3 separate regions of the Zea mays genome follow, and all the other regions are linked to region 2. A link is a contact called in public Hi-C data. All regions are on one chromosome and are shown on one strand. The core of a region is the stretch at or near the end of the contact, and the rest is flanking DNA. Distances in the headings are between cores, read along the strand shown. Region 1 holds the start of LOC100285173 (50S ribosomal protein L11, chloroplastic-like). Region 2 holds the start of LOC100191905 (Peroxidase 64). Region 3 holds the start of LOC100282187.

Region 1 (4,263 bases), core at 1,213-3,712, 180 kb before region 2:
GGCCTTTTGTGCAACAAACATTACGGGGGAAAGATTTTTCTAGCAAATGGTGTTCTTGATAAATTCGATGATGGCTGGTGGTCATGTGGGGATAAAAGTTAACGATTAGGTGGGGGATAATTTCTCGACAAAAAAACGTTTACGTCAAAGAGACCATCATCTCCAATTCTTTTCAATATTGTAGTAAATATGCTATAGATTTTAATTAATCGAGAAAAGATGATGGTCTTATTCTCCATTTAATTGATGGCGGGCTATCCATTTTACAATATGCTCACGACACTCTGATCTTTATGGACCACAATTTGGAAAAAGCAGAAACATAAAACTTTTATGTGTTTTTGAGCAAGTTTCAGGCCTAAGGATTGACTATTACAAAAGTGAGTTATTCTGTTTTGGTCAGGCCAGAGACGTTGAGGTTCAATATATTAATTTCTTTGGGTGCAAATGTGGGGAATATCCTTTTAGATATCTTGGGATCCCTATGCATTTTAGGAAGCTTATAAATAGCGATTGTAAAATCATTTAAGATAAGTTTGAGAAGAAACTAAGTAGTTGGAAAGAAAAACTTATGTCGGTGGGTGGTCGTCTAGTGTTGATTAACTTTTGTTCTTACGAGCTTGACTATGTTTATGTTGTCTTTTTTGAAGTCTTTAGGGTAATTCTGTAGAGAATAGACTACTTTCGATCTAGGTTTTTTTGGCAAGGCGAATCCCATAAGAGGAAATATAGGCTTGCTAAATGGAACATTCTTTGCCAACCAAAGGATATCGAGGGTTTAGGGATTTAGAATATTGACTTGCAAAATAAATGTTTGCTAAGCATGTGGCTTTTCAAACTGATTAATGAGGATGGCATGTGGCAAAATCTATTGTGAAAAAGAAACATCTAAAGAAATAAACTCTATCTAAAGTTTCGCATAAGTCAGGAGACTCGCACTTTTGGTTTGGACTCATGAGAGTTAAGGATGTTTTCCTTAAATTGGTGAACAAATCAGGTTTTGGAAAGATAAATGGTTAGGCATTCAACTCCTCATGGTGCAATATCCATCCTTATACCAAATTGTCCGACACAAAAGTGTCATAATGGCTAGCGTCTTTAGTTCAATGCCACTGAATATATATTTATGTAGAGCTTTGGTGGGACATGACTTAGTTTTATGGTATAACCTTATTCATTGTCTTGTACATGTTCGATTAAATACTGAGAAGGATTACTTTAGTTAGAATTTAACTATGTCGGGGCAATTTACTATTCAATCGATGTATGGGACTATGATTAACAATGTTTATGTCTTCCATCACAAAGTTCTGTGGAAATTAAAATTGTCGTTGAAGATAAAAAAATTTGTATGGTACCTACTTCGTAGAGTGATACTTACTAAAGACAACTTTGCTAAACAGAATTGACATGATAATAAAAAAATTTTGTGTTTCGTGATAGTGATGAAACGATTCAACACTTATTCTTCCAATGTCATTTTGCCAACAATATGTGGCGACTCATTTTCTGGTGTTTTGGGTTGAGACCACCTCGGTCAATCTGCCATGTTTTCGGGAATTGGCTTCTGGGTGTGAACTCTAGAACTAGAAAACTGATAATTACATGTATGTCAGTTCTGTGCTAGGCTATCTAGATTAGTATGAATGATTTAGTTTTTGGTAATGTTCCTTTGCTAACTTTCTTACATGTGCTCTTTAAGGGAACATGTTGGCTTAGGCTCTCGATCATGTTCAAGAAAAGCCAATCGGAAAGAGAAAAAATAATGGAAAGAGAAAGATAATGGCAGCCTTTCATCGATTAGAAATGGTGGGAATGGGGATTTACGCCCGTAGTGGATGTAGGTTTATAAATAGGATTGTGCTGTAACCAAACTATCTATCCTTTTGTTTCGCCGTTGTTAGTATGGGAGGTTTGTTCCTCTTCTTGTGGCAGATAGTTGCTGGTCTTGTAATAATTTAGCCCTATCCTCCTAACGAGGTCAAAGACGGATATAATTATCCATTATCTAAAAAATCAAAACTGAACTGGAAATGACTCGAGAGAAGCAGATGCAGGAGCCGTCTTGCTGTCCAATTTTTTTCCTCGAACAAACGCTCGTGCTTGTGCATGTGCACCATCAATCTTCTCACCAAGAGAAAAATATCTGGAAAGATTCCTTAAGTAAGGTGGTCATTTCACTGTCCTAAATCAGAAATGTGAGCTTGATAAAGTCCCTTTGAAATGCAGGAATTTCAGAGAAATTTTATAAAATCAGTTGTTTTCGCATAAAAACGTAGGAATACGATTTCAGGGAATTTTTTCCCGTTTACTATGTTTTTTCTTGTAAATAAATTAATTTCTATAAGATTCATGTATGCTTCCTCAGTTCCTCTGAAATTCCCGAGGGCCTGAATCTTATTGTAATGAAGTACGTGTCAGGCGTCCTTAGAAATGAAGTACGTTTTCCTTATGAGAAAGCGTATCAACGAGGGGAGTGCCTTGCCCCTCGTCAGCGGATTAGATAGGGGGCAGGCAGCAGAGGTTCCCGGCTCCTTCGCGGCGCTGCTTATCTCCCGCTCCCGGCTCCCCTCCTCCCCCGCGCCGCGATGAACACAGCCATGGCCACCACCTCCTTATCCCTCCAAGGCCGCCCATCCCACGCTCCCACTAGGAAGCTCTCCTCCCCGTTCCTCGGAGCCCCCGCGTCCTTTCTCCGGCCGCTGGCTCCCACGCCCGCCGCCGGCCCCTCCTCGCGGCGGACGCTTGCCGTCAGGGCCATGGCGCCTCCCAAGCCGGGAGGCAAGCCCAAGAAAGGTTTGTGCCTCTCTAGGCCCGTGGCGTCCGCATTCCTTTCCTGGCTCATCAGGGATGACGTTTCTTGCGCCTAACCTCTTCCTTGTCCTGCAGTGGTGGGCCTTATAAAGCTGGCGCTCGAGGCCGGCAAGGCGACGCCGGCGCCGCCCGTCGGCCCGGCGCTCGGTGCCAAGGGAGTCAACATCATGGCGTTCTGCAAGGAGTACAATGCCAAGACGGCCGACAAGCCCGGCTACATCATCCCCGTCGAGATCACCGTGTTTGATGTGAGTGAGACTAATGCTGTCCGTCCTACTTTGGGCAGAAGCGAGAATCGATTGCTGTTATGGTTGTCATAATGCTGGTTACTTTGCTTCGCATTTTGCAGGATAAGAGCTTTACCTTCGTCTTGAAGACCCCTCCGGCTTCAGTCCTGCTACTCAAGGCTGCAGGTGCACACCCTGTACATTAGCTTGGATCTATTCTTCAGAGTTTTCTGACGCATTCATCAAATTACCCAATGCATCTATAAAAGAAACACAACATGAAGGAAATGAATACCCTCCAGCAATCCAATATTGTTTTTGGCATATGTTGGTTCTTCACATTGGATTAGCCATCCAATGTCTAACTCTGCTAGATATTATTAAGTTCAGACAATCCATATTGTTTTTGGCATATGTTGGTATAACAGAAACGAATGCGATTGCAGCTCAATCTAGTTTAGAGCAGTCGACAGTTGCGCAATGACTCAGTATGGGTGTAACAGTAACTTGGTATTTCTATTTCAGCTCTAGCATCCCATTTCCTTTTCTCATAAACTTCTGCAACAATTCAAATATTTTGGATATACAGCGTACATAAATAAGTTTCTTTTAGAGAAGAGGAAATTTATTCGAGTCTAAGTTATATTTGTTATAGTTAGAGGTTTCTAATCCTGGTTAATACAATTAAATAAAATAATTGTTGTTTATTTCTATTCTAAGTCTCAACTGGTTGGTATATGCAAGTATTTGTTTGAGTGTTAAGGTAAGTCACGAAAGGGCCTCTAGCTGACTTGGTTATGTGGTTTGAGTAGCACTTTTCGAGTCCTGGTTTAAGTAGCACTTCTCAAGTCCTGAACTTGACTTACGTGTGAGCGAATTTCATGAGCGAGTTTCAAACTAGGGTTAAAAAATCCCCTTGTCTTTTCCTAGCCAAAGCATAGATCTAAGATATGGCCCTGGTCTCGGTTGTTTTTTGTCTTAACCCTGCAGGTCGAGTATTAAGGTAAGTCCATGAACTATATATCGGCTGCAAAGAATTGAATGAATGTGCCACAGCATCAGCACCTGCAATTAAATACATATGCTGGTGTCTGACAGCCAGCTTTCTATGTTTCGAGCATATGTTCTCTTTTCCATTTAACCAGCAAATGGTACCTTATCTTATTTTATGATTATGAATCCTCATCCTTAGAGCATCTCCAAGAGTCTTTCTAAATTTCTC
Region 2 (4,001 bases), core at 326-2,825:
CATGGACCTGAATGAAACTGGCAGTACATAGCTGCTAGCTTAGCACTTGGCAACGCGCCAACGCCGTTATTTGCTGTAGCAGAAGCCGAGGCTGAGCTGGGATGACGTTACAGTAACAGTTACCACAGCGCTGTACCTAAGTGTCAGTCTGTAACAATAATAAAAAAAGGTGCTGTAACAACAAACAACAGTGAAAAAAGAAGGTTCCACTCCAGTCTCCAGCTCCCAGCTCCGCTTCCACACCGGCAGTGGCTGGTTCAGATCTCAGAGATCTTCAGCATTCCATGCATTCGGTTCAGAGAGACAGAGTCTAGCTATCTTTCTTTCTTCAGTACGTGACCCGGCTTTACCAGCCAACAAACTGCGTGGACCAGACGGCGGGCTCTGCACTGGTGGATGCATCCATCCATGCTTCCTTTTGGGTAAAGCTTGAAGAATGGCGCCTGGCGCGGCTGTAGAAAAGCTCTCTGCCTCCTTTTTTTTTTTAACGTGGAAGGCACTCGGATGTGAGGCTTCTTTTTTTTTTTTTAACCCCACTTCTGATGCCAGAATCTATTGTGGCCTCGTCAGCTGCCTGCTCCTAACTAACTAACCACACGTGTACGCACGAGCACTCGTAAACTTGTCTTTGTTACGGACTACTACTAGCTAGCACTCATACCAAGCATATATATGGCGCAGAGGGGAAAAAAAAAGAATGGCATAATCATGCGTCTGAAGAAAGGCTTTCTCAATGATCCATATGCAGTACGTGTAAGTATTATAATGTAATGTAACGTAGGCGCGCGGCTAGGAGTCTAATCCGTCCACGAAGCAAACAAATGCATGTTCGGGTGCCCGCGGATTTGGGGGTAGCTGGCGTGATCTATCGCGCGTTTCCCGGCCGCCTGCTGACGCTCGTCGTGGACGACGAAAACTCTCAAGAACATGATGATGATGCCTCATAAGCACTGCACTGACATTGATTACCTTACTTTGTCAAGCAACCGGGGCCGACATCTGTACGTATTTTATTATAAAGTTATGAGCGTTAATCATACGAAATAAATAAAACAGATAGAGGCGGACAAAGTTAATCATAAATGTACGTTAGGATTCATGATAATGAATCCTAAATTTATGACCCACTGTTGTACGCATTCGTAGCTTGCATGCATGGGAATTGGGAAGAAAGTTCCATGCCGGATAGTAACTCTGAAAACAGAAGGATAGCTCGCCAATGCAAGTCGCCAGGCGACAAGATGGACGCTTTTCCATCATGCGTCAGTGCAGCAGATCAAAACCCAAAAAGGCATGAACGACCATTTGTACAGATCCCATGCGTGCATCGTTTTAATTCTTCCTTGTTGAGCGTCTGCTTTTCTTTTCTTTCATCCCTCTCGCAAATCTCAATCAATCATACACCACAAGGGCCCGCACCCGTCTCTCCCTCTCTCTCCTCGGCTCCACACTACTAAGCAGTATCGATGGCCCCCTCCCACATGGGATGTGCATGCACCCCCACTATGCCAGTTGCCCTATATATAAAACCGCCTGGACCGACCGGAGTCCCACTAGCTCCACTCCACCACACACACCGCGCAGCTAGCTGTCACCGGAGCAAGAAGGAAGAAAAACCAGCGGCACCGATCGATCGACGACACGCGCGCGATCGAGGTGAGGAGCGAAAGAAAAGGTGGCCTTTTCGAAGCCGCCGGACGGAGTGTAGCGCTAGCTAGCTCCCCAGGCCGGAGAGGAGGATGGTGGGACGAGGAGCGGCGACGGCCCTCGTGTGGGCGGCGGTGGTGGCGGTCGCGACGGTGGTGTCGCGGGCGCAGCAGCTGCAGGTGGGGTTCTACGACACGCTGTGCCCGGCGGCGGAGATCATCGTGCAGGAGGAGGTGAGCAAGGCGGCGTCCGGCAACCCCGGCGTCGCCGCGGGCCTCCTGCGCCTCCACTTCCACGACTGCTTCGTCAGGGTCAGTGCGCCAAGCGGCTAATTATTAAGCAAGCTAGCTAGCCGCCCTCCTCGAGTGATCCAATGCAAAGTGGTTGGTGGTGGCGGTGGTGGTGTCACGTACTGTGGGGACGGGCCGGCCGGGTGCCTCGATTGCGCGCGTAGCTGCATGTGGATCCTCCTTCCTCTCTGTTCATTATTACGCGTATTATTGGTATTGCAGGGGTGCGACGCGTCGGTGCTGCTGGACTCGTCGGCGGGCAACCAGGCGGAGAAGGACGCGGCGCCCAACGCCAGCCTGCGCGGGTTCGAGGTCATCGACAGCGCCAAGACGCGGCTGGAGCAGGCCTGCTTCGGCGTCGTCTCCTGCGCCGACGTCCTCGCCTTCGCCGCCCGCGACGCCCTCGCGCTGGTACGCACTGCTCGTCCCCTCACTAGCTAGCTGCTCTTCCACTAGCTAGCAGCTTCTCCGGTTCTCTTTGGTCAGCGCTAGGTAACAACGTAACAAAACTATTCCCATCCCAAGGTAGAGCGAAATCGGTCTAGGATCACGCGCAGTGAGTACGTACGTGAGTGAAGAGGCATGGCCCAGCCGCGCCTTTCTGGACGCTTCCTTTCTTTTTCATCAAATATAAAAGGATGTGGGGGATGGATGGTTGCCATGAAAGCAGCTTTGGAATGGAAGGCTGTCCAGCCTTTGGCAACTCCACCCAACAATGCCATGTCCTGCACTGCACTGCACGTACTGCCTCGGAAGCAAGCACGCACGGCCGGCACACGGTGGTATAGATGGCCAAAAAGCACGAGGCCCGTGAGCCCGGCACGAAGCCCGCTTTTTGGGCCCGGTCCGAGCCCGGCACGGTAAAATAAGTGGGCGGGCTTGGACAGGAAACTAGGCACGGCGGGCTAGCCCGGCACGGCCCGTTTACCTCTAAGCCCGTTAAGCCCGTTTTTTTACACTAAAACGTGCTTTTCGGCCTGTTTAGCCCGCTTTTTGGTCCGTTTTTTCGTGCTAAACGGGCCGGCCCGGCCCGTTTAGGCCCGCTACGGGCCGGGCTTGGACAGAAACTTAAGCCCGATGGCTCAGCAGGCCCGGCCCGGTTTTGGCCGGGCTTCACCGGGCCCGGGCCGGGCCGGGCCGGGCCGGCCCGTTTGGCCATCTCTACACGGTGGCAGAGAGGAGAGAAGGTGACTCGAGGCGAGCCGTCCTTTTGCTTTAGGTGCACCTCGGTTTTGCTTGGCTCGGTTCGTACGTTACCGCGCGCACGGGCCTAACCTAACGGCCGGTGGGTGTCCGTAGCAGCGGCGGCACATGCTCGTGTCGTCGTGTCGCCCTCCATGGCTCAGCATAGCTCCAGTTCCCTCGAAAACCTTCTTCTGGAGGTGAGGATGGCATTAGGAGCTGGGAGAGTGCACTGCACTGCTCAGCGGTAGGGATTCTCCACTTGCCTTGGGCTTCGATTCAGCTGATTCTATGGCAGGATCAAACCTGCTGGTCAACAGATTTGATACGGTTAAGCCAACAGATATAGCCTTCAGTGTTAAACTAAACATGCTGCTTGCTCGAAGTTGCTGCTACAGTTTTTTTCCTTTTTCTTTTTTGTTGGGAACCATCAGCTCAGCAGGCGAGAGGAGAGTGAGGTCGGTGTCACACCGTCGTCACTCGTGGCAGTTGCAGGTAGCCCAGAGAGCGTAGCGTAGGCAGCAGAACTTTCCATTTCCCAGCTGCCAAACAGAGCACGCCGCTATACCTGACACGGAACCGTCGCGTCGAGCCAGCCACCGTGACAATACGGCGGCGGTTTCACGTCCGTGTCTCGTGACCGGGAGGGAGAGGCAGGAGCGAAAGCTACGAGACTACTACCACTACCAGCGCGGCGGCCTCGGGAACGCGGCGTGGGCACGTCGGGCGCATGGTTCTAGTACGTGGATCCGACGCGCACCCCATGTGCTCTGCCCTGCCCGGGCCCGGCACGCCCACATGCCCTGCCGTCGCGGTCTCGCCCGCCCCACCGGACGTTCCGGGTCCGCACGCACGTGCCACCTCAGCTGGCGTTCGCGTCGC
Region 3 (4,237 bases), core at 1,504-4,003, 180 kb after region 2:
CAGCTACGGACTAATGTTAAGAGAACCTGCAATAGCAGTGCACGCCGCGTGTGCAGAAAAGCCTGGACACAAAAAGGCACAGGGCATAATAATAATATCATCTCATCGAGAGAGGCATGGGCTTCCGCTGCGAGGTACCGGAGGGAGAGGAAGATTTTTTTTTCTTTTTCTTGTTCTGAAACTTTTTCCTGCTACCTCCTCCAACTGAACATATATTCCTCCTCCAGACACTTTTCCTGGCTTCTGCATCACTACACAGTTTGAATTAGTCACTAAGCAAACTGATGAGCTGGTTTAGGGCTTCGTTTACACCAATCCAACTCTGAATTAGTATGAATTAAAATTAAATCTATGTTACAATCCATACCTCGAAATAATCTAGCTCTTCGTGAAAATAAAGAGGAAACATAAAATATTTCTACATTAGATTTTATTCACTACGAGTGGATTGAAGGTGATTAAATCCTTTCTTAGTCTAAATTAAATAGAAAGGGATTTATGACCCATTTGTATCCTAGGAGCTAAAACAAAAGTGTAATCACTTTACAAAACTAAATATCCAACCATGAAGAGCTATGGATGACTAAAATAGTAAAAAAATTTCTTTAAGACACCTAGTCAGTTTGTTTTAACTTCTAGATCCAAATAGGACCTTAACCCCTCCCAATCTCCTCAGTCTCCATGGAACCGAACACCAACTTATAGAGGACCTATTGATGAGAAAATCAAGGCCAATACCAACGTGGATTCAAAAGGGAACCCTAGGCACTCATTTAGACCATCTCCAAGGGTTCCCCACCCCATGTAGGGCTTGTTCGGTTATTTTCAATCCATATGGATTGGAGGGGATTGATACGGATTGAAGGGGATTTTGACTTACTAGGGATTGAATCCCTCTCAACCCATATGGATTGGGGTAGAACCGAACATGCCCGTAAGGGGAGATTTGGGGTGGAATTGTCCTCTATCAGCCCCCCCAAAGCTCCCTCCATATGTGGGAGAAAGGAAACTCCACCTATACGTGAGGACGTGAGGTGAGCTCTAATCTCTCCTCATATATTCCTTACGTCATTTCTTTACCATATTAATCTTTTTCAAGCTATTTAACTTGATAATAATGCATATTATAGTAGTAAATAGTTTATGTTTTTTGAAAATCCAAAGACTGATGAAAATATGTTAAATAACTTAATTACAGTATATCGGGGAGCTGGATATGGAGAATGATCGGAGGGGTCTTGTATATGCATGGGGGTATTTTTTAGGGTGATGTAGTAAATTATAATCGAAAGTATAGATATGGGAGAAATGTGGGGGAAATGGATGAAGATGACCTTTGTTTCTAACCATTGTTGTTGTTCTCTACCGCCATAACGTTGACGAAGCTAGAGGGTGGTCTGTGTGGACCACGAACCATCCTAGCCAAAAACCCATTAAACTATATGTATTAGTATAAAAATAGTAGGTATAAAAATATTACTCTAAGTAGCGGTTGTATTTAATTTATTTGACACATCCACGGTGACGACACAACACATCACGACAACATGTAAAGTTGGGCTCTTAGACCTACAGCCGCCCCCGATGGCTATCTGGTTCTAAAACAAGCATGCACGATATTGCTCCAAGGAGATCTAGCACAACAACACTCCACGTGTTCTAGGCTCAGTATGACACGCTCGCCGCCAGCATCAAACAGCTTAACTATCTCCAGCAGACTCCATATCTCACTCTATATTACAAACTGCATTATGCAAACAATGTAATATACAGAGCAAAACAATAGAGTCCAGGTACCATAAATCTAATTGACAACACCAGATCCATCAATTCTCATACAATTATATGTGTGGTATTTGCTATTTTTTAATACCTTTTATTTTTAAGATGTCATGACTTTTATATTAAGTTGCATGCACCAACCAGTTCAACCTAAATCTTAAGTTGATGGGAGGAGGTGGACAATTCACTTATATTATATTCTAACACTCCCGCTCATGTCGAGCCTCTTTTAGGTCTCTGACGTGGAATATAGGAGCGAACACCAATTATTTTATTTAATTGTGCTAACCAGAATTCGACTTGTGTCCCTCTGATACCATATTAAGTTGAATGCACCAACCAGCTTAACCCAAAATCTTAACCTTATAGTAAGAGGTGAACAATTTACTTATGTTATATTCTAACATTTTATACTTTTTATTTCTAAAATGTTAGATGGTTGTACGACCTTTTTATTTGGCCATATTATATTCGATAAATTTTTTATTGCATGTCTTTGCCAGCAGCAAAACAACAAACACACGTCTCGCGTAATCTTTCTCTTAGCCTACAGGGACAGACTCAGTGGATAGCCCATATAGACCACGACACACTCTAAGATTAGAGAAGAGTAGTTAGTTTAGTGGTGTAAGTACTGTCTCCTTAACTTATCAACCACAGTTTGAATACCCTTGTTTTTCATTTATTTTTTAGATACTTTTCTGGACATCCTAAACATAATAGCTGGCGGTAGTCTAGCTTTCGGCGTTTCAAAATCCCTATGAACATCAACAGACGATGATGATTAGCAACTACTAGTGCTCGGTAGCACTAGTAGTCCACGGCAGACGTGGCAGAACATGTGTACCGGCCGGCGGACCGGCAAGCTAGGTGAGCAGACCAGGGCCCCCTCTTTTCCCTCCCAGAATTCAAGCACCAATACGAGGGCGGAAAAAGAATAAAAAGAGTAGGGCGCGGCAGCAGCGGCGGCGAGAGAATAAAAGCAGCGGCAGTGGGCAGAGGCGAGAGGGCACTCGACTCCTCCAGCGTCCAACGCCATCCATCCCGACCTCGCAACGCAAGCAAAGAAAGCCCAGGCAGGCGTGTGCACGGCGCGGCGGGGCAACCAAGGGTGGGTGAACCCGCAGAGAGGGGCAGCTAGCTTCCTTCCTTCCCAGGCGCGCGGGAGAGATTAGCCGCAGTATAAGTAGCCAGCCAGCCAGCCATGTCGTCGGTGTCGTCGTCGCTGACCAACTTCCTGCTCTGCTGCTTCTACCCGTCATCCGCCGGCCACCACCGCGGCGGCGCCTACTACTACAGCAGCCACCCGACGAGCGCCAGCACCCTGCACTACCACGAGGGCACCTTCGCCGGGCGCAGGGCCATGGGCCGGAGCAGCAGGCCGCTGTCGCTGCAGGTGCGCGTCGTCCGTTGCCTCTGCCTCTGCTTCTTTCTGTCGTCTGTCTGCTTTGCGGTGCCCTGTTCTTTCGTCGGGCGGCAGGGTAGGTAGTAGACACGCATGCGAGCACGGCGACTTGGCTACGCGAGTGCGACGTGACATGCACATATTTCTTCTGTGTCCGCCACCATTTTTATTCTTCTTGTTCGAATTCTTGGCGCATACGGTGACCGTTGGCGGATGCGGGCGCTGGCGCTCCTGTTGAGAACAGCGACGACCTCTGCATGCAGAGCATGCTTCCTGAAAAGAAAGCGAGAAAGGGATAGAAAAGAAAAAAAATAAATAAAGAGGGACAGAGAACGAAGAGCCTTTTTCTCATACATGTATGACTGATGACTCCTCTCCTCTGCACCCTACCCATGCTCTTTGGTCGTCAGACGGTGGAGCTGAAGGTGCGCATGTGCTGCTCGGGCTGCGAGCGCGTGGTGAAGCACGCGGTGACGAGGCTGCGCGGGGTGGACTCCGTGGAGGTGGACGTGGAGATGGAGAAGGTGACGGTGACGGGGTACGTGGACCGCCACCGGGTGCTCAAGGAGGTCCGGCGCGCGGGGAAGAAGGCGGAGTTCTGGCCCAACCCGGACCTGCCGATGCACTTCACCTGCGCCAAGGACTACTTCCACGACGAGGAGTCGTACCGCCGCACCTACAACTACTACCGCCACGGCTACAACGGCGACAAGCACGGACAGCTCCACGAGCCCCACCGCGGCGCCGACCCCGTCAGCAACATGTTCAACGACGACGACGTCAACGCCTGCTCCGTCATGTGATCTCAGTCGCGCTCTCGTCGTCGACAGGCGGTGTGTGTGTGTGTGTATGTGCTCGTCAGCTCGTGCGCGTGTAACAGAACCGTACCAAATGGATGGATGAGTAGTAGCAATGCAATCGACAACGGGCAATGGCCACTCTCTATCCACTCCACGGTCCGAGCGCCATGCGTGCCCATGGTGTTCCTGTTCCCCCGACTGTCCACTGTTCAGACAGGGACAAAGCAAATGGGACACCAGAGCATCTTCC

What was found. Hi-C and Micro-C count contacts between places; a contact is called where the count stands out from the background.
Region 1: a Hi-C map of ear shows a contact between it and region 2, with 5 times the contacts expected there. The contact joins the promoter of LOC100285173 here to the promoter of LOC100191905 in region 2. A contact is called at or near these places in 6 of 25 Hi-C or Micro-C datasets (ear, endosperm, leaf and 2 more).
Region 3: a Hi-C map of leaf shows a contact between it and region 2, with 2.4 times the contacts expected there. The contact joins the promoter of LOC100282187 here to the promoter of LOC100191905 in region 2. A contact is called at or near these places in 3 of 25 Hi-C or Micro-C datasets (ear, leaf and tassel).

What each region holds. Positions count from the first base shown.
Region 1 is chr1:4,854,864-4,859,126 of Zm-B73-REFERENCE-NAM-5.0, reverse strand. LOC100285173 (50S ribosomal protein L11, chloroplastic-like) reads left to right here and starts at 2,462. Exons shown (of 4, transcript NM_001158067.1): 1 at 2,462-2,796; 2 at 2,890-3,062; 3 at 3,164-3,227. The coding sequence starts at 2,589.
Region 2 is chr1:4,673,121-4,677,121 of Zm-B73-REFERENCE-NAM-5.0, reverse strand. It overlaps LOC100191905 (Peroxidase 64), which reads left to right and starts at 1,575. Exons shown (of 2, transcript NM_001137329.1): 1 at 1,575-2,348. The coding sequence starts at 2,106. It also overlaps a transcript of LOC100381417 not described here.
Region 3 is chr1:4,489,816-4,494,052 of Zm-B73-REFERENCE-NAM-5.0, reverse strand. LOC100282187 reads left to right here and starts at 2,753. Exons shown (of 2, transcript NM_001368941.1): 1 at 2,753-3,178; 2 at 3,598-4,117. The coding sequence starts at 2,987. The coding sequence ends at 3,990.